Linked DNA regions of Rattus norvegicus: region 2 is linked to region 1. The links are chromatin contacts, called in public Hi-C maps. All regions are on one chromosome and are shown on one strand. Each heading gives the region's core, a stretch centred on a gene start, on an enhancer-like site or on the middle of the called end of the contact. The rest is flanking DNA. Distances are from core to core; before and after follow the strand shown.

The links. Hi-C and Micro-C count contacts between places; a contact is called where the count stands out from the background.
Region 2: a contact with region 1 is called in a Hi-C map of frontal cortex, with 2.8 times the contacts expected there. The contact joins the enhancer-like site here to the promoter of Ngef in region 1. A contact is called at or near these places in 2 of 12 Hi-C or Micro-C datasets (frontal cortex and liver).

Annotation. Positions count from the first base shown.
Region 1 is chr9:95,625,795-95,631,726 of GRCr8, forward strand. Ngef (neuronal guanine nucleotide exchange factor) reads right to left here and starts at 2,453. Exons shown (of 13, transcript NM_001136241.1): 1 at 2,252-2,453; 2 at 1,383-1,525. The coding sequence starts at 2,358.
Region 2 is chr9:95,840,001-95,845,932 of GRCr8, forward strand. Inpp5d (inositol polyphosphate-5-phosphatase D) reads left to right here. Exons shown (of 27, transcript NM_019311.2): 27 at 1-584. Among named protein-coding and RNA genes, the nearest start is that of Atg16l1, 27 kb to the right of the region's middle. Within about 2 kb of position 2,306, at least 22 of the 93 cell types and tissues checked have an H3K27ac peak or open chromatin away from gene starts, as enhancers often do.

The DNA.
Region 1 (5,932 bases), core at 1,203-3,702:
CAGCCAAAGCTCCTGCTTATGGGATATGCAGGCAGAGCAGGAAGGCTTTGTTCTGTCTTACTGAAATGATCTGTACTGGGTTGGCCTTGTTCTGTTAGAAGCGGAGCCCCTAGCTCCTCCAACTAATGCACCCCCAACTAACACACCCCTAACCCATCGTTCAACATTCACCTTCCTGAAGAGAAAGCATTTTTCTCTAAATCTTCCAAGCCTACTCGTAAAGGGCAAGCTACTCGGTTATTACTGAACAGGCAATTTCTACATGCCAAGTACCATGTTAGGTGCCAGAGACAACTCACACACATCCCCATCATCCTCAGCCTGGCTGTTAGAGGAGCACAGAGACAAAACCAGAGTGGGTTCAGTTTACCCTCAGGCACCAATCGATCTCCTAGCTTCCAGCTCTCTCCTCCCAGGGCCAGGGTCGGAAACTCCCAGCTAGCTCAAAAGAGTAGCCTCACTGAGGAGTCTCCCTACAATTGGGCCTGCTTCACAGCAATTCTGAAGACATTGTGTCCCTTACAGTGTCTGGCAGTTGGAAGATAATCTCTACGTATCATTTTCTATCTAAAATTTGCATTTAAAAGAATAGATTGTCGATGGCTTTGGCAACATCCCAGAATATTTTCAAAACAGCTAGTATCATTTTCTGATAAACAGGAACCAGTCACAGGTGGCCCTGGGGGTAACATGGGAAATGGTTTGATGTCAGTAGCATTTTTGAAGTGCTTCAGCTCTCGGGTTGCCTCAATCCTCTGAGGACTCACAGAATGTCCTCCTAGCTCTGGAGGTGCAGGACCCACCAAGTGCTGTTCCTTAGGGGCATCCTGGGCAGCCTGGCACTCTTGCCTCTCTCACTTTGGCCCTAACCCAGAGCTCCTGAGTCCAGCTTTAATTCCTGGCTACTTTCCAGGTACTCCCAGGACCTCCCTGATGAGGTCAAAGAAGGCTTCATCCTCTGTCTTCAGCTACTCCATTCCGGAAACAACATTTTCTGCAGGAAAGGGCTGGACCAAGAGTGTTCTCCAAGAGACATCAAATACCCACTGCTAAAGCCCAGCGTAGAGATTCTCAAGCTCATGATCCTAGAACTCAAGTTCTCAAGTCAGGAGGCCTGCAGGAGGTCCAGGCTAGCCTGGGCTACTGAGTAAATTCCAGGCCAGCCAGGGTTGCAGTGTGAGACTCAGTCTCACAAATAAACCACAATCCCTGGCTAAATTAGCCCAGTGGTGCAGCACTAATAAAACTCGGCAGTTCTGCCTAGGAAACCATTAGAACTACTCATGTCAAAAGCCGCATGCCAGTCAGCCCAGCTGCCAGGGTCCCCTGGGAGCCACCAGGCTCGCATGGCCCAAATGAGTCGCTGCCTGCCCTGGACCCACCTATTTGTTCAATGAGGTTTCTCCAGGAGTCGGCGGGAATGGGATGGATCATCTGCAGGGCCTCGGTGAGCGTGGTGGGGCTGTCGGTGAGGGCCGGGCACTCCTCGGGTGTGGTTCCATTTCCAGGGGTGGAGGATGACTCGCTGCAAGAGAGGGAGGAGAGCGAGGGCTGTTTATTTTTAAGCAACGACACACCTTGGCTAGATCGCAAGAGGCGACTGTCGGTCCGTACAAGCGGCTGCTGGCCGGGGTTGGGGGGGGGGGGTTGAAGGTACTGCCCTAAGCGCTTCCAAGCTAAGGGGGTCACAGTGGCCGCCACGTGTCCGGACCAGGCGAGCCCGACAAACCCTTTTTGTCACCATACCAAGGCGCGACGGGGTGATTCACTCCCACACCCGTCCGCCCAAACCTTCATGTTTTTCGAGCTCGCGGGCAGGCGTCGGAAAGTTGGCGTACCCTGGCCGCTCCACAGCGCGGGAGGCCGCCCCAACGGGTCCTGCTAGCCAGCTGCCACCCCACGCCCTTAGCCGTCGCGCGCCCCCTGGCCCCACTCGGGGCTCCGTCCTCCAGTCCCAGAGACGGAGAGCGCAGAGAGGGGCGAAGGGAGGGACGCGCACACTCTGGGCGTCCAGGGAGAGGGTGCAGGAGGCCAGCCACCCCGCGCTCGGACTGGGTGCTAGTGACCTGGACCAGGACGCACCGCTCTTCCGGGGGGAAGGTCCGTCGGGTTAGAGTTAGTGGGAGGCAGCAGGAGCCCCGGAGCAGAGGACCCGGATAGGCCGCAGGGGTCCGTGAACACCGCCTACGGTGCGAGTGGGAGGGAGCAAGTGGGGACGGTGCGCGGGGGCTGGGATGCAGCCCGTCCTCACCTGCCGGGCAGGTGTCCCGCCGCCGAGTCGCGCGTGTCGCTCTCCGAGGTGGAGCTGTCGTGGTCCACGGCGCAGGCAGCGCTGAAAGCGGCAGCCAGCAGCTCCATGGGGACCAGAGACAGGGTAGGCTCAGGAGCCGGTGGGGGGCCGCGCGGGGGACCCAGGGCCGGGCCGGGGGCAACGCGCGGGCTCGAAGCGAGGTCTCAGCGCGCGCGGCTCAAGCCCGAGCTGCAGCCGCCGCCGCCGCTGTAGAGCGCTCCCGCGGACGAGCGCGCGCCTGGAGGCTCCCGGGGTTGCCACGGCAACGGGGGAGGCGGGCGGGGCACGCGCGGCGGGGGCGAGGCCAGCGGCGGCGAGGTGGGGGCGCTGGGGCCGGGTGCACCCGGACCAGGGGGCGGTGACTCCCCACATGGACCGGAGCCCCGCAGCGCCTGCCTCCCCCGCGGCCGCTGGGTGCCAGGAGATGCGGGGACAGAGGGGACAGAGCTGCCTCCGCCTGTCTCCCTTTCTGTCAGTGGGTCGTTTGTAGGAGTTTCTGGAAGGTGCAGTCCAGGCGACCCTCTGTCCCATCCCTTACCCATCACAGGTCAATCTCCTAGATCGTGCCTTGGGAATGTATACCCTCTAATCCCAGTCTGAGAGGAAACATGTCCCCTACACTCCTGCTCTTGACTCCCAGGTAGACGGTGGGGGTCCCCCAATGCAGACTTCTCTCCTGAATGGGTCTTTCTGCTGGACCAAATCTTTCCTAGCGACCCCCCAAACGCTGCCAGAACAGAGTTAAGGAGAAGGATCCAAGTTCCCAGAAACTGCAGTAGGATTTCCCTACCCACAGCAGTTTGTTAGCTCGTGCAGCGCTCAGATGACAAGGATATGTGAGAGAAGTATCTCAAGTCAAGAGTAGCTGTGGCCAGTTCTGAAGGTACCTGGGAGTGAGGGTGGGGTACAGTGCTCCCCTGCCTGGCCCCCTCCACACACCACCTGTGGGCATTGGATATAAGGAACCAGTTCCTGGGGGTTTGAGGCAACTGCGTTTATTGGTTTTTATGGTGTATGAGTATTTTGCCTGCGTGTCTGTATGTGACCAATGTGTTTGCCTGGTACCCTCCAAAATCAGGAAAGGGTATTGGATCCTCTGGATCTGGAATTACAGAATTACTGGGATTACACGGTTGTGAGCCACCATGTGTGTGCTAGGAACCTCTGCTAGAGCAACATGTGCTCTCAACAACTGAGCGTTTCTCCAGCCTCCAGTGTTGCTCGTTCTTGGATGAGTAGATGGGAGGCAGGGCTGGCCGTTCGTGCGAGAGACACAGAGATGTATAAGGGAAGGAAGAGTCATTTCATTTGGAAGGGGCAGTGGTTGATTTAATTGCCGTTTGACACAGTCTAGCAAGAACAGCTACAGAAGAGTCTGAACGAGGGCTTGTCTACATCAGCCATGTCTGTGGGGAATTGTCTTGGCCGAGTTAATTGAGGTGGGAAAACCCAGTCTACCTTTGACTGTGCCATTCCCCACAAATGGCGTGAGACAGAAAAAGAAAACAAAACAAAAAACCTGAGCTAAGTGGCACAAGCATGCATATGTTCTTATCTCCTGGTTCTTGGTTGTAGATGTGTTGTGACTGGCTGCTTCAAGTTCCTGCCTTGACTTGAGCTAAAATAAACCCTTTCCCTAAATTACTTCTGGTCTGTGTGTTCCCTCATGGCAACAGAAAAGACAGAAAGCAGAGCAGGAGGGAATCTATCATTCCCAGGTTGCAGGAGCTGGCATAATCCCTGACTCAATGTGAGAAGGGAGGATTTGAGGTGGCAGAGAGCCCCCCCCCCCAAATCCCGGAAGCTGCAACTCACCCCTGCTTCTCCTGAGACACAGTTCTCTCAAGGCCTTATGGGAGTTGAGATACACCCACTCCCCGGGGTCGTTTCCCCAAGCCCTGTGTGTGCATTTGTGATTCCTCCTGGACGTGACTCTACTCAACACCTTCCCTTTACAACTCTGTCTGCTCCATGGCCACCCTCATCACTACCATCCAGGCTCTGCTCCGGATGCCATGATGAACCATCAGAGATGGGTGGCTTCTGCACAACCAGAGTCTACCTTTTACAGCGCTGAAGGCTGAGGTCTGAGGTGTGGAAGGGCGGACTCTGGTACTGTAGAGTACTGATTTCTCATTGCCTGCTAGCAGAAAGGGAGGGTGGGTGCTCTCCAGGGTTTTCTAATCTCGTTTGTGAGAGATCCACCCTCGTGTAGTAGAAGCTTCCCAAAGGCCTCATGTCCTAATATCATGGGGGTGGATGTCACTCAAACATGTGAATTTTGGGAATACAAACATTCAACCCATAGTATTCTCCCATTGGAGCCCCCCCATCCCAAATGTATTTTTCCCCCTAAATTACGTTTCATAATCCAAACAACACAGTAGTCGTAACCATTCCCAGCATTAACCTTAAAGTGTTATCTAAATCACGTGTCATGGGGAGGATAACTCAGTGTTAGAGTGCAGGGCCGTGGGTTGGATGCCCATTCCTGGGGGATGGGAAGAGCCAACAATAATGAGTTAACTATGGTTAAGACTCATCAATAATGAGTTAACTATGGTTAAGAAGTGGCCAACTGCTTCATAGTCCCGTGGCCCACCATGACTCCCCTGCGGCTTTAGGCTGCACCCTCAAACCGCGAGCCCCCCTAACTGTGAGCCAAAATGAGCCCTTCCTTCCTGAAGTCGTATTTGCTGGGGAATTTTGTTTTAGAAGCAAGAGCAGTAGCTAAAACATCGGGTCAAAGAAAATTCCCTGAGGCTTGGGCATGGTTCTCTCTGGATTGTGGCTCTGCCTTGCACAGCACTGGAGGGGTGGCCTGGTCCTACCCTGAGATCACTCAGTGGCAATGTTGCCTTTCTGCTTACTGGGGGCTGGCCCATGCTGTGACTCTCTATCATCTGTACCCACGCCCCACCGGGGTCTGCAATGTCCAGGCCTCAACTCTTTCTGTGTATGTAGGTGTCCTTAGAGATGAGAGCAGAGCAGTGGTTCTCAACCTGCCTAACACTGCACCCGTCTAACACAGTTCCCCATGTCATGATAGCCCCTAACTATAAGATTATTCCGCTATTACTTCATAACTGTCATCTTGCTCCTGCTGTGAATCATAACGTAAATGTCTCATATGCAGGCTATCTGATGTGTGACCCCTGTGAAAGGGTCATTCGGCCCCCAAAAGCGGTAGCAACCCACAGGTTGAGAACCACTGGAGCAGAGGCAGCTCTGCCCTAGCTGTTGAACTCTGCTCTGTCAGTAGCCCAGGGTCAGCCTGAGAGCTAGCCTCTGCTTCTGTGCACCCTTGCCTGTGCTGAGGGCTTACTAAGCTCCACTGGTTCCCCCCAAATCCCTTAGAGCAAAAATTTTCCCCTTGGTATACGCACTGCTAAAAATCTTTCCTCTCAGGATTTCTGGCCTGCCTGCTTAACTCCAGATTCATTGGTAAACTTGTCTCACAGGAATACAGCTGAGACAGAGCAGGGACACCTGATGTTCTCCTTTGTCCTCCACGAGCAGATACACAGACGCCCCACTAGCACACCACACCACACCACACACACATGCACACACGCACGCACGCACGCACATATACCACTTACTCGATATATACATAAACAAAGATAATTTAAAAATACTTTT
Region 2 (5,932 bases), core at 1,056-3,555, 210 kb after region 1:
GCACAGCTAATGGCACAGGAGGCCGGCCCTGTCCAGCTTCAGAGATATAAGCTGCTTTAGCTGGGGTTCTGTCACAGGCCTGAGCCTCTTGGTTTCTACTGGGTTTTGAATCTACCAGAGTCAGAGATCAGCTCCAACTTGGCAGTGCAGAGATCTGGCCTCAATCTAAGCCAGCCACTTCAGACCCCTGCTGATCCTGTGGACCAATTAACACTCCCTGTGCCACTAGAGGTGGCACCATACCCTGGGTTGGGCCAAGCCCACCCCACTAACCTGCAGCACTTCTGATGTACTGAGGAAGAATATCCACCATCGTCCCCAGTGACTGAGCTCTCTGGGCCTGCTCTCAGGGAAGGCGGGCCTTGGTCCCAGGCTCTCAAAAATAGTGTACCCTCTTCTTCTCAAGCTCTGTGGTGCAGCCCTGTGTCCTTGGTTACTAGGAGACTAGTGTGGTGATGTCTTTAATTGTCTTGCTTTTTGATATATAAGGATTAATGTAGGAAACTAGACCTAGGTTATTCAGGAGGGCAGGTATATACCCTGTGTTTCCTAGTATGTGTGACCAATAAATTGTGGCTTTCTAACTGGGCCTCCTGACTGTGCGGCATCTTCCTGATACCCAGGGCCACAATTCTTCCCTGCACTCTAACTACTGCAGAGACACTTTGGGGCAGGGAGAGGCAGCTGAGAGTTCCTGATGCCCAGAAAAATAGCATCTTCACCATGGAGACGGTCTGAAGTTGAGTATGGACATGGATAAAGGTAGATATAACTCCTTTCACACATATGTCTGTGTGGGACTCCACATGTCTGCAAGTGTCCTCTGATACTGGCTGAGCAACAGCTCACAGGTTCTAATTATTCCAGGGACGATAGACTCACACAAACCATATCTGGGACATGGGTTCGCAGGTTAGAGAATAGCCTCCAGCCAGAAGACCAGCATACATACAGCTTGGCACTACCTGCAGAGTGCCACTGCCCAGGTCACTATTACTTCCACCTCAAGATATTCAGGGTCTCCTGCTCACAGACCCCAGGCCTAGGCTCTAAATAGCTCCAGGAAGCAGCATCTTTGAGCGGCACTGAGTAAGCCATTCACTGTGGACTGGTAGACTCGAGGCTGAGGATATTCCTGAACAGCTCCTCACCTCTACTTAGGTGAATGGCTCTCCTCCTGCAGATTCACTACTTACTCCCCATGGAGAACTTCACCGCCATCTTCAGGCCCCAGCATTCTGACACAGCAAACCAAGGTAGAGACACAAGAGGAAACTCTTTGATACTCTAGAGGGAAGGCACAGGAAGTGTAAACATTCTCCACCCTGCTGTTCCTCAGCTCTCTTGTCCTGGTAACCCACCCTGGGTCACACTCCCTGCGGACCCAGAGCTGATGACCAGGACTCTGTTGCCTTTGTCCCATGGGATTCCTGCTACCACTGTGGGCTGGCTTGCTATGTGAGGTGCCTGCAGCTGCTCGTCCATGGAATAGCTATTTGCTCTTCCAGGTAGATATCCAGGTTTCCCTGTCATTTCTGCAGGTTAAAGGGGAAGCAGCAAGGTGGGACCTATGTGCGCTTCCTGTCCATCCTTTCACTCTGAGCTCTAGTCGCCTCAACAGAACCTAGCTCCAATTTCATCTTCCTCCACGGTCCAACTTGCTGTCTTAAGGGCCTAGCTTTGCATGTGGATGGTCAGCTGGGGCCCCCTGATGCCCAAAACTGGAAACAGCACAAATTGAAGTTCCATTCTTGTCCTCCTAGGCTCTCAGTCCTACACACTCATATACTCTCTGGCCACTTCTCTGGGACTCTGGGCTACCACCGTCTCCCAGGACCCACTCTAGTTAGCTGCTTCTTTTCCTAGCCATTCCGTCCACCCCACCCTACCTCAACACTCAGTTCTCCCTTCTATGGCAGAGGAATGGAGAGCCAGATACTGACCCCTGGCACTTCGCTGAGCTCCGTAACCAAGAAGGCAGGGCAGTTTAACAAGCTTTGCTCGCAAACTGCCCCACCCCTAAAATAACACATCACCCCTAAAATTAGAGAACGACAGTCACTATGTCTTTCCAGAAGTAAATTTGTCCTTCCTTCTCTTTGTGACTATACAAAGCTGGCCAAAGCCCAGATTTCCTGTTGCCATAATATGGTGTCTGGAATGCATGTATTCACATCTAATCTCTAAACCACGGGTCCAGAGGGTGACTGCTGCCCTGCCAGGCCACCCCTGGAACTAGATGGGCAGCCGCTGTACTCTTCCTCTGTCCAGCATTTCTGTTGCTTTAACCACTGATAGGAGGGAGCCAAGTGAGTCACTGAGCAAAGCTCTCTCCTACAGAAACCTTCCCTAACCCCAGCCCACCAGGTCTGTCTCTGCTTGTCCTTAAAATAGCTCCTTTCTCTCTGCAAACTAATTTCCATGGAGACCCAGCTATGGAAAGGCCTAGAAGCTTTCTATGAGGCAGTTAGCTCACTCTTAGCCTTCACTCCAACAGAGAGACCTTTTATGATGCAAATATCTGGTCTCACCCCCACATTTACCTACCCCCCCCTCCCAGATCCCATTCTGGGAAAACTGCCCTGCTTTACACAGGAACTCACACAGGCACATGAAGTCCGGGTACTGATGATATATGTCTGCTTAGTCTCCAGTTGGCGGCGGCTCCAAGCTGATGGTTTCTCTGTCAGCTCACAGATGACCCACCCATTGGTACAGCATTCTGGGGATCTCAGATTTGATGTGCATAGTTCATGTTCTTCATCATCCATCCAAACACAGTTGTGCTGGACCTGAGGAGACCATGAGGCAGGACATGGCCATGGATGAGGGGCAGACAGGAAAAGGGGTTTAAATACCTTATTTTGTGTTTCCTGAAAATAGAGTCTCGAGCAAGCCTAGCAATCTGAGTTGGATTCCCAGAACACGTGTTAAAAAGCTGGGTGCAGCTCATGCATCTGTAATCCCAGCAGGTTTCTATCCCAGGTAGAAAAAAAAGACAGGAGAATTGCCTAGAAACCCACAGGTCAGAGAGCCTGGAGCATGTATGCATCATAGCAGCAGAATCAACTAAACTGAAGGTGAGAACCAATTCCCAAAAGTTGTCCTCTAACCTCCACACACACTCTATGTCATGTGTATGCCTGCATTCACATATACATACAACACACATAGAGTCAAGCACACACACACACACACACACACACACACGTCAAGTATGCACACACACAAGCAACACACAAGAAGGAGGAGATGCACAGGAGGAGGTGGAAGAAGAGGAAATAATTGCAGTTGCCAAGGCAGCCTATTTGAGCCAGGAAAATCTGTACATGTCTCATTAGTTTGGGTTCGGACGGTAAGGCACGTGCAAGAACACTTTCAGTAGAAGGCAGAGCTCTGAGGCAAGGAAGGAAAAGATGCCCTCATGAATAGGTGACCGCTGGAAATAGCTGGGCTTGACTGGTCACAGCAACATTGTGGTGGTTTGAATATTCTTGGCCCATAGGAAGTGGCACTACCAGGAGGTGTGGTCTTATTAGAGAAGGTGTGGCCACGTTAGAGGAAGTATGTCACCGTGGAGGCAGGACTTTGAGGTGTCATGTACATGCTGAAGTCTGGCCAGTGTAATCCAGAACTTCCTTCTGGCTGCCTTTGGATCAAGATATAGAATGTCTGCCTGCACAATGCCACGCTTGCCCTCATGATGGTAATGGACTGAACCTCTGAATCTGGAAGCCAGCACCAACTAAATGTTTGCCTTTATAAGAGTTTCCTTAATCATGGTGCCTCTTCACAGCAATAAAATCTTAACTAAGACACCTACTATCCCATCCAAAGAGTGTTACATTAAGGGCTATCTCTGGAGCTCATTAATCCTCAGTTCTCACGGTCTAAGTAGAAAACTGGCTCCAAAGGCCAGGCAAGTGCCCTCCAGCCTGAAGCAGGATAGCACAAGGAAAAGCCATGCGTCATACAAGTGAGGTACTAGTGTGGTGAAAGTACCAAAGGTCAGAGTTCAAGAGGGCCCAGCAACTGGCCCCTCCAGCTGCTACTCTGTGTCTATGGGCTGAGATTTCTGGATGCTCACACAGATATTTCTGAAGAGGAGCACCCCATTTGAGTATGTTCTGTCTCTCGAGAAAAGACAGCATGGAAGACCCAGGAAAGAACATCTGGACAGAAGGCCGTGCCAAGGCCCTAAGGTGAGAAAGAACTCTGGATGCTGGAAACGTTTAGAAGCACTAAGTATCATGGAGAGTGTGGAAGTGAGTAGCTGGAGCTGGAGGGATGTCAGGGATGCTAGAAGGTGGTGGAACGCTGCTGGGAGAACCAGTGCCATAGGATCTGTGTGGTCACAAGAGAGGCCCATTATTCAGAGAAGACCTAAACTAGGGTTCTGCCTGTAGGCAAAAGGATGAAGAAGGTACTTGTCAGAAGAGATTGTAGGACACAGTGACAGAAAAGAAGAAGAGAGACCACAGGATCCTATATCTTCTCCACCCTGTCCCTAGCACCTGACTCAGGACAAGCATCCTGGACCTTTGCTAAACCTTCTGGAACACACAGGGGTCCAAACAGCTCTACATTATAGGGCTCCATGGTTGAAAGGTCAACAATTTTAGTAAACAAAGGTATAAGATGCCCAATTCAATTGGGGCTAAACTACAAACAATTTTTAACTGAACTATACCTCCAAACAGTTTGTGGTTTTCTGTCTGGATTTTGATTAGCAATCCTGTATTTTTTTTCAGTAACCTTGCCTTGCTCCCTCTTACCTGAGGACTCATCTCTTAGAGTTAAGGATAGGATGTGGTCCATTGCTTCCAAAGCTAGAATGAGGTTATTTCCATCTTGACTCTATAAGGCATAATCCCGAAGCAAGCAAGAAGAGAGATGTTAAACAGAACCCACCACAGACTGAGCTCAAATTCTGACTTCTCATTAAGAGTCACTATGTGGAGGCTGACCCAGCACCATTTGTTAAGTTAGAATTTATAGATAAGAACCTAGAGAAGTAAACGAGCTTTGTTTAATTTATGCCATTCATATTGACACATGCCTATATGCCTGTCATTCAAGGGGCAGAGGAGGGAAAAATGGTGCAAGTTTGAGTCCAGCCTAACTTTATGTAGTAAGTTCCAGGCCATACAGGACTATATAGTAAGACTCAATCTTAGTATCTATATTATTATTATTATTATTATTATTATTATTATTATTATTATTATCTGAAGTTAATTACCTATTATATGTATTGTATGACTTTGGACAAGTATCTTTCTCTGGAGAGACAGAATTCAGCTAAGATTAACTTTTTTTAAAAAAGTTAATGTACTTTTCAGAATTTCATCACAACCAGGAAACATAAAAATACATCTAGTGTGGTGGTTTGAATACAAATGCCCCACCATAGGCTCATATATTTGAATGCTTAGTCACCAAGGAGTGGAACACTTTGATAGGTTTAGAAGGATTAAGGGGTGTGGCCTTGTGGGATGAAATGTGTTACCGGCCTTTGAGTTTTCAAAAGCCCACACCCACCCACTGTTTCCCTCTTTCTCTTAGCTTGTGGATCAGAGTGTAGCTCTCACTACTCCAGCACTGTGTGTGCTGCCATGCTCCCCACCATGTTGATAATGATCAGAGCCTCTGAAACTGTAAGCAAGGCCTCAGTCAAATGCTTTCTTTTCTAGGAGTTGCCTTGGTCATGGAGTCTCTTCACAGCAATACTGAAAGGGCAACATGAACCCCATCTTTCTCCATTTAAGGACCAGGCCTGATTTCAAAAAAAGGTCATAAGGCACCAGTTCCAGGAACAGACCATAAAATCCAAAACAAGATCATAAAATCCCCTCCCAAAGAACAGCCTGGGAATAGCCCCACAAATGGGGCAATATCCTGTCTCAGAATGGGCCATCTGTGCTGAGCAGTC